Linked DNA regions of Sus scrofa: region 2 is linked to region 1. Evidence: chromatin contacts called from public promoter capture Hi-C data. All regions are on one chromosome and are shown on one strand. The core of a region is the stretch at or near the end of the contact, and the rest is flanking DNA. Distances in the headings are between cores, read along the strand shown. Region 1 holds the start of EIF1AD (probable RNA-binding protein EIF1AD). Region 2 holds the start of RNASEH2C (ribonuclease H2 subunit C).

Region 1 (6,442 bases), core at 3,014-5,513:
AGGAGGTGGCGCCGGCACTGGTGTTTCGATTCAAATGGCACTGCAACTTCTAGTAATGTCAGGGGTCCGGAGTGACCAGGGATACAGGAAACAGGCCTAGAATAGAAGACAAGGGCACTAGTGACGGGGAGATCAAGGAACGAGGGGGCCATGGTGTGGAACAGCCCACCCATGGGATGCAGAAAACAGTATCAGAGGCAGGGGTAGAAGACTCCAAGCCAGGAGGTAAACCTCTATGTCTGAGCAGTGACTAAAAGGTCAATGCCAGCGAAGAGGAGAGAGAATGTACAGTCAGAGGGAAAAACCTTCCAAGGAGAAATGGGATGATGTGGTTTGCAAGGGGACTGAGCAGTGATGGTTGGAGTAGCCAAAGAAACCACCAACCAGGAGACGTACACAGCAGCAGGGAAGTGGGCACTCCTGCATCATGTGACTAGAAAGCCGGGGAAAGCAGCTTGCGAGGCACTGTGAAACTCTCCCTGAGTGTCTCTTGGAGGCAGGTGGGCACCAAGTCCCACTGTGATCCTGAATGCCTACACTGCCATTAACTGCAAGCAGGCAATGGGGGAAGGGGACACTCCCAGTTCTTAAGCACATGCAGGCCTGGCACTTACTAAGAGCCCAGTGAGCGGAGGAAACCTAGGAAAGATTCCAGCCATTCCTGCCCATGAGGTTACCACCAAAGAGCAGTTTGGGTTTTTTCGGCTTTGCCCGCAACAAGCTGAAGTTCCCAGGCCAGGGATCAAAGTCGCCCAACAGCCGTGATTTGGGCCACAGAAGTGAGGTCCGATTCTTAACCAGCTAGGCCATCAGAGAACTCCCAAAGGGGCCGTTTTTACCCACATGTCCCTCCTCCCTCCAGAGAGCCACTCTGACACCAGCTTAAGTCACCACCCACCAGGGGTTTAATTCTCCCATGTCAGAAGGTCAGTTCAGAGAGGGGCCCTGCCTTGTCCCCATCCAGGGGGAAAGATCTGCAAAGCACCCTGGGAATGTCCAAGCTCAGAGGATCCAAGGGCGAGTCTCAGCCAGAGGAGAAGTGGGTCCGGGGTCTCAGGCTGCCTCCTCCTCTTCGCTCTCCTCCTCACTCTCATGATACTGTCTGCGGTTGGTGTTAACAAAAAGGTCAGAATCATCTTCAGAGCTGGACTTGTCTTCTGACAACCGTGGCTCAGCTGGGAGTTCTGGCTGAGTCTGTCTGCGTGAGGGAAATGGACAGAGTTAGCCCAATGCCTTCTAGGAAAACCAGACCTTCTATCAAGGAGCGCCACAAAAAGGAGGACCATGTGGCTTGATGAGTCAAACAGGGAGCGAATCAGAGCGAAACAGGCTAATAACTACCTCTCCACCCCCAAGCCTAAATAAAGGTTTCTAGAGCTACTAATATACATACATACACATATTCTTTGGCTGCATCTGCAGCATTTGGACGTTCCTGGGCCAGGAATGGAACATAAGCCGTTAGAGTGACAACGCTGGATCCTTAACCTCCTGTACCACCAAGAAACTCCTAGAGCTACTAATTTTAATAATATCAACTCCAACTAACACTCAATGAACCCACGTTGCTTACCAGATAGTATACTAAGCACTTTTAGAACCAACAGCCTCTGTAATTCTTACAAAGCTCCCATTTTTACAGGCAATGACATCAGGCTTAAGAGATTAACCTGCTTAAAGTTACTCAGAACTGACAAAGCCAGGATTTGAAGAAGACATGACTTTCCAGCCATGTGCATAACCACATATGTAAAAGCGCTTGCCACGGCCCCTGCATAGGAAGGGAGGAAGGCTCTATTTTCCCTCAGGGCACCACAGCCAGAAGCCCCATTTTCTGGCTTCCTGCTCTGAGACTTGTGCCTCACCTGTTACTGTTATCATCGTGTTTCTCAGCCACTTCGGAGAAGGCCTGTGGCCTGTGCCAAGAGAAGAGCCAAGGTCAGAAAGGACAGAGAAACCTCTGGGCAAAAAAGCTATTTCCAGCTGATCCAGCCTGGGACACTGGGACCTCCCCTCCCCCCAATTCCAGTGCTAGGAAGTCGGTCCCTCAGAAGCCATGCAGCCAGTGACCAAGGGGCTCACCCTACCAGAGCCCTTCCTTCTGTAGAGCGCGCACATGATTTCTGCAGAGCACAAAGGAGATCTCGGCCTTCACTTTCTCTCCCTCTTCAATAGGGTCAACAATGAGAAAGTCCCCTACAGACAGAGAAAAGGAAAAGGGAAGTCAGCCCTGCTGGCAGAGAGGGAAGCCAAGGCTATCAGAATTGGTCTCCTAAAGGGCTGCCTCTCTCACCTCTCTTGATCCAGATGTTCTTGCGGTATTTGGAGGGCATGCTCACCAGGAAGTGCTGCCCCTGGGCTGTCTCCACCTCATGCAGATTGTTCCCTGGGGTCCTGAGCACCTGGTCCAGAAGAGACCAAGTACCAGTCAGCATTATCAGCCAGCTGCAACCCTTGCTGAGCTACAGTCACCCTGTCCCCACCCCAGTGCCACTCACCCTGACGATCTGCTGCCGGTCGGAGGGCACCATGTGCTCCCCCAGCACCTCCTTCACCACGTGCTTCCTCTTGGTGGCCTGAGACATGTTGTTGGGTCCTGTCCCAGGGTGGGGGTGAGGGATGCAGAGACTGTCAGCTCCTCTCCCTGAGTTTCTTGGATGGCAGTCTCAGAAGGACTATTCTAAAGATGGGGAGGGACCTTTTACTGGGGAGGACACAGTGTCAGGTTAAGGAGAACTACTTGCATTCAAATCCCACCTTGGGTATTTCATGACTGTTCAATTTCTCTAGACTTCAGAGAAAAACAATAGCTAACTTAGAGCACTGCTCTAAGAATGAGCATAAGCAAAGCACTTAGCACTGTAAAGCACGTAAAAACAACTCGTGTGACAAGAGTTCTCCTGTGGCATAGCAGGTTAAGGATCTGGCATTCTCACTGCAGGGGCTCAGGTTGCTGCTGTGGCACAGAATCAATCTCTGAGCCGGGAACTTCCATGTGCTGCAGGCACGGCCAAAACAAATAAACAAATTTAAAAATACAACGGTAAAAACTAAACACGGGTTTCAGGAAAACAAGTCATTCTGGCAACCAGGGGGAGAAAGAATCACATAAACTCTTCTTCGGTATGCCTGTACATCCCAAGCGTAGCACAGCCACACAAACAGATGCTCAATCTCTCAACATACCACAGACATGGACCAGGGAGAAGAATTCAAGTTAGGAACAAGTTAACTAAGGTCAGGGCCGGCCGACATGGTCTTTGGCATCTGCTGTTTATGATTTGGGTACTGAGAAGACGAGGACTGATGCGCACACAGAAGACGGCCGGTTTCCAAAGGAAACGCCGAAGTGTCATCTCTAGTTGCCGTCCCCTGCCTGCCCTCCTCCCTTCCTACCCCGAAGGAAAGACGCTCAGTGAGAGAAACCCAAACTTACTCTCTGGCCCTCGGATCCCACGGGCGATGCCTGAAGCGGAACGACCCCGTTCTCCAGGCTGGACGCTGAACACGTCTCGTCAACGACTCGCTTTGTAGCTGAGTCAACGAGCGCACAGAAAATGGACTTGCCGGCGGTCGCGCCGGTGAAGACCCCTTGGACTCAAGTCTCTTACAAGCCGGACGGCGAGGAAGACAGCACGCGCCGGCCCGAGGAAACCCCTTACTTCCGGCGCTCTCTCGGAAGCCTCCCAGCCACACCTCCCTCCTTGTCCGCTCCTCTAATTCTTCCCACCACCAAGTAGGCCACGTTTAATCCTTAAGTTCCAAATGTCGCGCCGCCGAGAAATAAAGTTTTCTCCTCCCAGGCCTCTGCTCCCTCAGACCGGAAATATTTCCCGAGCAGTGAGACCACAGAAAGCTGCCCGGCTTCCCGCAAAGCAACCGGAAAGGAGCGCCTCCTAAACGCACGCTGGCGCGCCGCCCCCTCAACCCCGGCCCAATCTCAACTCTATGACTTCACGCGGCTAGAGGTGCCCAATGTAATTTTGGGTTTTTTTTTAAGGCGGCTCTTGAGGCGACCCGGAAGCGGAAGTGGGGCGAAAGTTCTAGCGGGTCGAGGCATCCGCAGGAGCGGCCGGGTGGCGGGAGAGGCCGTTACGGGAACCGGAGCTGCGGGTGAGTGCGAGCCGCGGTGCAGGGCCCAAGCTGGAGACTGGCGGAGGCGCGGGGAAGAGAAGGGGAAAGGCGCCTCAAGCACTGCGGCGGGCCAGAGGATGCGCCCTCGGAGAGGGATCGGCCGGGGCGCGGCGCGCGAGCGCAGAGGCGCGGGGAGGGGGCGGGGCGCGGCGCGCTGGGGGCGGGGCCGGCGGCGTGGGGCGCGGCGGGAGCCCTGGCGTGCAGCCCGCCGGGCTGGAGAAGCCGCTTCGCTTCTGCTTTGTGATTAGCTGGCGGGCCGGGTGGGACAGAGTCCTTCATTTGCTTTACGGGCCAGGTAGCCGTTGCAGGCAGGGTCAGTGCCACTTGGGCCCAGCCAAGGTCACCGAGGAGTGACAATTTCAGGGCGAGCCCTGGGTCCTGACAGACTCTTGGAATCTTGACTCTGCTCTGCGTGCGCCACCTGTTAGAGCAAGATAGTGTTGCCTCTGGGGTGGTACCGAAACCAGCTCCTGCAAGGAGTGGAAGAGATTTCTCTTTTGAATAGTGAGGAAAAGACTCCTTAGGCTTCGCTTTTTTCGTCCGTGAAGTGGGGGGAGAAGCGAGTAAGCTTCTGCGATGACTGGTCGAGCGTCCTCTTAACTGTGAGATTGGTAGTGGGCCCTCAGGAGTTCCCGGGTTTTCAGCCCTAACCTGCCTTTTCTTGGGATTCTCAGGTTAAGCTTGATCAAGATGACAACTTCCCAAAAGCACCGAGATTTCGTGGCAGAGCCCATGGGGGAAAAGCCAGTGGGAAGCCTGGCCGGGATTGGTGACGTACTGGGCAAGAAGCTGGAGGAAAGGGGCTTTGACAAGGTGTGGGGTGGCTGCGTGCAGCTGGGGAGGGCTGAGGATGGCCTGCTGGGCTCTTTCCTGGCAGTTGGGGCGGGAGGAGAGTGAGTGGACCCGTTGGGGGTGGGCAGTGGCATGTATTCTGCAGGGCTAGCCAGAGCCGGCCCTGCTTCCTAGGCTGAGGGCCTCGTTCCTGGTCCGCAGAGCACCTAGCAGCATGCCCTTCCCTCTGCCTGTCTTGCAGGCCTATGTGGTCCTTGGCCAGTTTCTGGTGCTCAAGAAAGATGAAGACCTCTTCCGGGAATGGCTGAAGGACACGTGTGGCGCCAATGCCAAGCAGTCGCGGGACTGCTTCGGGTGCCTCCGGGAGTGGTGTGATGCCTTCTTGTGATGCCCTCCGGGGAGCCCCCGACCCCAAGCCCCAGCATTGAGTCTCCAGAGTTTGCAGCCAAGCCAGGACTCCTCCCCCATCCTCTACAAAGGAAAAGATTGCTGTTGTGTGCACTTCCAACGTACTCCAGCATCTTTTGGGAGTTCTCTCCCCTCACCATGTCACCTTTTTTGGAATTCTCACACTTGCATGCATCTCCCTTCTCCTTTCCTTGCCAGTTTCATGTCAGCAATTACCAGCTTTTCTGAGTGAATTCCTGGTCCTGGCCCTTACCCCTACCCTCACTTCTGATCTGTTTTATGCCATGTTTGGCCCTCTTTTTGGCAGAACAGTTCCTGTCCTTGTAAAGTTTTCTAAATCAATAAAGTCAGTGGCCTTCATGCCTGGGCTCTGTCCATGGAAAGCAGGTGGGCTGGGAGCTCCCTGTTCCCCAGGGCCCGGCCAGGTTTGCCACACTCCTTATCAGTGCACGTCGAAACCGGCAGCTTCTGGCTCCAGAGGGCAGCCATCCTGGCCACGTGGGCCTTGGGCCAGGTGCCTCGGAGTGTCTCAATCCCTTAGTGATGTGGGAGAGGGTGTGGGTTGATCCCTTCCTGGGGTCCAGGTGGGCTGGGGTGTTCCAGATGTCAGCGTGGTCAGCTGGGCTAGGCAGCACCTGGTGGAAGACAGTTGGAGTCAGCGCTGCCAGGAAAAGGGTGGACCAGATGTGGGCGAGGGTTTACCTGATAATCGTCATGTGCTCTCCTGGCCTCCGGTAGGAGTGGACAGGGTTTTTGCAATCTGCCCTGTTCTCTTAGGCTTAGGCGGGAGCAGCGGGGGTGTGGGTGGGTGAATTTTTCTCAGCTTTACAGTCTAGTGAAGAGAGAAGTGACAGGTGATAAATACAGAAATTCAGGTAATGTGAGTTAGGCTTCTATTTGGTGCATATTTGTCCTGTTCTGTGTTTTTTTGTTTCTGTCTTTTAGGGCCACACCCATGGCATATGGACATTCCCAGGCTAGTAGTTGAATCCGAGCTACAGCTGCCAGTCTACACAACAGCTCATGGTAACGCAGGATCCTTAACCCACTGAGTGAAGCCAGGGACTGAACCCACAGCCTCATGGCTACCAGTTGGGTTTGTTACCGC
Region 2 (6,035 bases), core at 1,177-3,676, 230 kb before region 1:
ACTGGTCCTCTGTTAGGAACTGAGGCACAGAACAGACAAGCCATGCATCCAGGCCACAGAACCACCACCTGGCAGGCCCAGGGTGGGAGCCAGGCAGTCTCCCTCTGCAGCCTGTGCTCTTAACAGAGGGTGGCAAAACGCTGGGATCGCTCACCCACCCTCTCCTGCTCCATTGCTTTAGGCTATGAACTCTCCAAAGTGGAAGGGAAAACAGGGACCCCTGAGAAGCCCCTCTCGGACCTTGGCCTCCTATCCTACCGAAGCTACTGGTCCCAGACCATTCTGGAGATCTTGATGGGGCTGAAGTCGGAGAGCGGGGAGAGGCCGCAGATCACCATCAAGTGAGCCTGGCCCTGCCTACCTAGGGGTGCATGGCATATTCCTGGGCTTTCTCACTCCTCGGGCCCTTGGGAGCCTGGGGCAGAGATGAAGCCCCGGGAAACCTGGTCTTTGCCCCTCCACAGTGAGATCAGTGAAATCACCAGCATCAAGAAGGAGGACGTCATCTCCACTCTACAGTACCTCAACCTCATCAACTACTACAAGGTAGGGAGGCAGGCAGGGGAGACAGGTGTGTGCAGGGGAGCAGCGTGCAAGCCCTGCTCGGGCTGACCTGCCTGGCCCCGTCTCCCGTCCAGGGCCAGTATATCCTCACACTGTCGGAGGACATCGTGGACGGGCATGAACGGGCTATGCTCAAGCGGCTTCTTCGGATCGACTCCAAGTGTCTGCACTTCACTCCCAAGGACTGGAGCAAGAGGGGAAAGTGGTGACCAGGCACTGCCCATTAGCAGTGCCGGCAAAGCCAGCAGAACTGGGGCTGACAGCCTATCCCGCCCCCACTGGGGTCTCCAAGAGGCACAGCAAGGGGAGACAGGGCTGAGGACAGCTCCACAGGGAGAGGACAGGCCTGGTAAAGGCCAGCTGGTGCCTAGCACCAAGGAGAGCTCAGGGCTCAGGTCAACTCCAAGGTCAGCTGGCTGCAGGCCCAGGCCTGCTGTGAACCAGGGACCAGAGGGAGCCAGGCAGCTGTGTACAGTGAGATAGGGGGTGGGGTGCTCTGTACAGGGGGCTGGTGGCTGTACAATTTTCTTTTGTAAAGTAGGAATGGGGGGGAGGTACTGGCTGCAAAATTCTGGCCTCTTTTGCCCCACTGCCCCCTGGCAATAAACTGTTTCTATGGGCCAGAGCCATGAAAGGTTCTTGTGGGAGAAGACAGCACTGGCACACTCACAGGTTCTGTGAAGAGCGCCTTTATTGGGGTGACGAAGGCTCCCAAAGTGAAGGGGTTCACTGGAGTGAAGGGATCAGTGGCTTTCAGTTTCAAGGTCTGGTTTTCAGTCCTCTGGTACCTGGGCGTGAATCTGCAACAGGAGGAAATCATCCCTACTATCGGATTGCTGCAGTATAGTGACTAGCTGGCCCAGATACTCAGGGCAGAGATCCAACTGCTCAGAATCATAGACAGGACAGGGAAGAGTGGTGGGAGGCCATGCTGCCCCAGTGTTTTCCCCAGCCCCAAAGCCCCAAGTCCACTCAAGGGCAAGATTCAGCAAACAACTCTGAAGGGGAGCCTGGGAGGGAAGGGCCCATCCATCCACTCACCGCTGCAGCAAGGCTGGGCCAGGTTAGGGCCCCACGCACTTTGGAATCCGGACCAGGGATAGTCTCCAGGCCCCACAGGGTGAAGCTGCTGAAACTGGCTGTGGCGCCGATAAAGCGGTCCTGGGGAAGGGTCCCAGCTCAGCACCCGAGCCGCCGCTCCCGCCTGCACTCCCTTCCAACCCTATACCCCGGTGCTCACGAAGTCCCGCTCCAGCGTCTCCGGGGATTCCATCACTTCGTGGTCCTCCTCCGACCCCTCCGAGAAGTCCTGCTTCCCCACCGACACCTCTCCCTGCTCTTCTGTCATCACGTATCCCACAAGGCCGGGCGGCACCGCCACCTCCTCGCCGCGCAGACTGCGGCCCCGGAAGGACGCTTCCAGCCCTGGAAGAGGCAGGCGCAGGGCCACAGTGACGCCTGATGCAAGGCCTAGCGGGGCAAGCCCGGGAGCAGCCGTCCCCGCCACCTCCGGTGGACCACGAGCCCCGGGAGCCCTCGCGCCGCTCCTTGCCGAGGAGAGCCCGACGCCGGCGCGGGGGCTGCCGGGAGCCGTAGTCCCGCCGCGAGCGCTCACCGTAGGGACCCTGGCGGATGGCTGGGGTGAAGAAGCGCCCCACCGGGGCGGGCCGGCTAACCGGGACCTCGCAGGGCAGAAGGTGCAGCGTGACGGGGGCGGGACTGCGCAGCGTAAAAGGGCGCAGGTGCACGCGGCGCCTGTGCACCGACTCCTCGTCGCTGCTCTCCATGGCTCGGCCGCACCCCGCCGCTCGCTGGCTAAGGCCGAAGCTGGCGCGTGAAGCGCGCAGAGCCTGTCGGGAGGCCCGGGACTCTCAGCCCAGAGCTTCCTGGGAAGCGTAGTCCCTCTTTGAGGCTTCTGCAATCTTGTCCACCGGTGTTCAGGTCCTAGATTTTTTTTCTTTTTAAGGATTCAATGAATTTTATTATAATTGTAGTTGTGCGACCATCATAACCTAATTTTAGAACATTTGCATCCCAAACCCAGATTCCATCCCAACCTGAGGCCTTTGGTAACCGTAAGTTTTTCAAAGTCTGTGAATCAGTTATTAAGTTCATTGTACCCCTTTTTTAGATTCCACGTATAAGTGATAGTATATGATGTTAGTGTCTCACTGTCTAACTTCTCTTAGCATGGTAATTTCTAGGTCCATCCAAGTTGCTGGAAATGCCATTATTTTCATTCCTTTTTGTGGCTAATATTCCATTGTGTATATGTACCACATCTTTATCCACTCCTTCGTTGATGGATCTTTAAGCTGCTTCTGTGTCTTGGATATTGTCTGTAGTGCTGCAATGAACATTGTGTTACATGTATCTTTTCAAGTATGGTTTTCTCTGGATAGATGCCCAAGAGTGGGATTGCTGGATCATAGCCAAATGCTCCTTGGGCTCCTCCTCCCAATGCCAGATCCCCAGGTGTTGGGAACCTGATGTAGGGCTCAGAACTCTTACTCCCGTGGGTGAGCCTCTGCAATATGGTTACTTTCCCGTCTGTGGGCCGCTCACCCAATGGGTATGAGGTTTATATTGAGTAATCGCCCTTCCTAATATCTTGATGTGGCCTCCTCTTTGTCTTTTGGGGTAGGATATCTTTTTTGGTAGTTTCCAGTCTATTTTGTTGAAGGTTGTTCAGCAGTTGGTGGTAATTTTGTTGTTTTCATGAGAGAAGGTGAGTTCCAGTCCTTCTGCTCTGCTATCTTGCCATCTTAATCTTGTCTCTCCCTAGATTTTTTTTTTTTTTTTTTTTTTTTTTTTTTGCTTTTTAGGGCCACACCTGTGGCATATGGAGGTTCCCAGGCTAGGGGTCGAATTGGAGCTGCAGCTGCCAGCTTAAGCCACAGCCACGGCAACATGGGATCTGAGCAACATCTGTGACCTACACGACAGCTCAAGGCAATGCGCCAGATCCTTAACCCACTGAACGAGGCCAGGGATTGAACCCAGATCCTCATGGAACCTAGTTGGGTTCGTTAGCCACTGAGCCACGAAGGGAACTCCTCCCTGGAAAGAATTCTTAATGTGTTCCATTCAGCTACGAAAAGTCAAAAAGTAACAGCCGACACGTGTCCAATAAGTGCTAAGGACTTCCTGCAGGCAGCCCAAAGGGAATGGAGCCTCAGGGTGGAATTAGTGCCCTTAGAAGAAGTGAGCTCTGGAATTCTCTCTGTGGTTCAATAGGATTGGTAGCGTCTCTGCAGTGCCAGGATGCAGGTTCAATCCACGCCAGGTGCAGTGGGTTCTAGATTTTTTCCTTGAGTTTTCCCCCCAATGGTATATTCTTAGTGTAAAAAATTAAAACAAAAAACTTTAAAAGATTAAAACGATTCCTTGAGTTCCTGTTGTGGTGCAGTGGTTAATGAATCCGACTAGAAACCATGAGGTTTCGGGTTCGATTCCTGGCCTCGCTCTGTGGGTCAAGGATCCGGCGTTGCCCTGAGCTATGGTGTAGGTCACAGATGTGGCTCAGATCCTGCGTTGCTGTGGCGTAGACCAGTGGCTACGGCTCCGATTAGACCCCCTAGCCTGGGAACCTCCATATGCCCCGGGAGTGGCCCTAGAAAAGGCAAAAAGCCAAAAAAAAAAAGATTAAAATGATTCCTAAGAGTACACTTTTTATATTACTTGGTAGAGCTTTTCTGGGGGAGTGTGTGTGTTTAACCTACTTAATCCTTTGACCCTTCCTTGAATGTGTTGAAGATGTTTTATCCAAGTTTGCCATTTGTCTTCCAAACCTGTGTATAGGTCATTTTTGTTACACAGAAGACTTTTTTTTTTTGTAGTCAAATTTATCAGCCTTTTATTTTTATTTTATTAGTTTAGTTTAGTTTAGTTTTTTAGGGCCTTACCCTGGCATGGAGGTTCCCAGGCTAGGAGTCTAATTGGAGTTGCAGCTGCCAGCCTACACCACAGCCACAGCAATGCAGGATCCTTAACCTACTGAGTGAGGCCAGGGATCGAACCCAAAACCTCATTGTTCCTGCTGTGCCACAAAGGGAACTCCTCAGCCTTTTGTTTTTATGTCTTTAGTTTTTGCAGTACTCGTTCTTTTTTGATTTCTTAACTCTTCTCTAATGTTTGTTTGTTCAGATACCCAATTTTGATATATTTTGATAAGTAGTCTCATAGAACAGACTCATACAAAGCTGGGTGTTCATTAGGAGTTACAAAACGGATATTCTATTTATCTTTATTTACTGTAATACTTCTATAAAGAAAATGCTCACCAACTCTTTGGTTGTCCATTGGTACAGTGAGCATAAGAAAGGCAAAATAATTGCTTGACACTTTCTTTGTATTTCTGTTTTTGAAATTTTTTCCCTGGCATGTTCCAATGGCGACCTTTAAAAAAAAAGTATCACTATTAAATAATGAATTTTTTTAACCTTTTGAATGTTTCGGTTGTGTTTATTCTTATTTTTTTTGGTCTTTTCTAGGGCCACACTCGTGGCATATGGAGATTCTCAGGCTAGGGGTCTAATCAGAGCTGTAGTTGCCAGCCTACACCAGAGCCACAGCAATGCAGGATCCGAGCCGAGTCTACGACCTACACCACAGCTCACGGCAATGCCAGATCCTCAACCCACTGAGCAAGGCCAGGGATCAAACCCGCAACCTCATGGCTCCTAGTTGGATTCGTTAACCACTGCGCCACGATGGGAACTCCAGTTGTGTTCCTGAAATTGTCCCATCTTTTTCTAGTGGAAACCTCTTCAAATGAGGTCCTGAGTCTTTTGATGTGACCCTAGTAGTCTCTTATAGCTTTCCTTGTTTTCCAGAACCACAGGATAATTCCTGAGTCATCTTAAAAAGTTCCTGCTTCAGACTTGGAATCATCCAAGGATTCTCCAAAGATCTACAGTTCCTTTTTTACAAGGAAGGGATATTTATGAATTCATTTTGACACTAGATGTGCTCATGACTGCTAGATTGTTTCTAGTTGTTTTCAGTTTCTAGATGTTTTCAGTGGACAAAGCTAAGATATATGTATTTTTCTCTTTTAAAGAGAAAATAGGGAATTCCCTTGGTGCAGTGGGTTAAGGATCCAGCGTTGTCATTGCAGCAGCTTAGGTCACTGCTGTGGCGTGGGCTTGATTCCTGGCCCAGGAACTTCTACATGCAGTGGGAGAAGCTAAAAAAGAAAAATAAAATAAAATGAATTTTAGAAAATAGTATAAAATTTTTGGAGTTCTTTTTGTCCTTAAAGTATATTCCACTGGGGTGCATAATTTACTCGTTTTCAGTTCTATGGTTATGCTACCCAGTTGCATACAAGTTAAGGTCATTTGTTTCACTTCCCTTTTGACTTTTCAATATAGCTTTTTGTTTTTTGCCTGTGCCCAAAGTATGAGGAAGTTCCTGGGCCAGGGATTAAACCCTCGCCGAAGCAGTGACCCGAGCCACAGCAGGATGCT

What was found. Promoter capture Hi-C pulls out the DNA fragments that hold promoters and counts their contacts.
Region 2: a promoter capture Hi-C map of liver shows a contact between it and region 1, with 2.1 times the contacts expected there. The contact joins the promoter of RNASEH2C here to the promoter of EIF1AD in region 1. A contact is called at or near these places in 1 of 5 promoter capture datasets (liver) and 1 of 2 datasets of contacts at active chromatin or transcription factors (alveolar macrophages).

The regions. Positions count from the first base shown.
Region 1 is chr2:6,332,703-6,339,144 of Sscrofa11.1, reverse strand. EIF1AD (probable RNA-binding protein EIF1AD) reads right to left here and starts at 4,263. Exons shown (of 6, transcript XM_003353773.4): 1 at 3,437-4,263; 2 at 2,499-2,680; 3 at 2,294-2,402; 4 at 2,088-2,196; 5 at 1,866-1,916; 6 at 1-1,198. The coding sequence starts at 2,585. The coding sequence ends at 1,054. BANF1 (barrier-to-autointegration factor) reads left to right here and starts at 3,819. Exons shown (of 3, transcript XM_005660673.3): 1 at 3,819-4,113; 2 at 4,809-4,947; 3 at 5,168-5,694. The coding sequence starts at 4,825. The coding sequence ends at 5,314. LOC106509306 (a long non-coding RNA gene) reads right to left here. Exons shown (of 3, transcript XR_001306720.2): 3 at 5,848-6,166.
Region 2 is chr2:6,559,484-6,565,518 of Sscrofa11.1, reverse strand. RNASEH2C (ribonuclease H2 subunit C) reads right to left here and starts at 2,426. Exons shown (of 4, transcript XM_005660692.2): 1 at 2,180-2,426; 2 at 1,805-1,989; 3 at 1,606-1,725; 4 at 1,238-1,364. The coding sequence starts at 2,351. The coding sequence ends at 1,338. KAT5 (lysine acetyltransferase 5) reads left to right here. Exons shown (of 14, transcript NM_001243915.1): 12 at 182-341; 13 at 465-546; 14 at 639-1,187. The coding sequence ends at 773.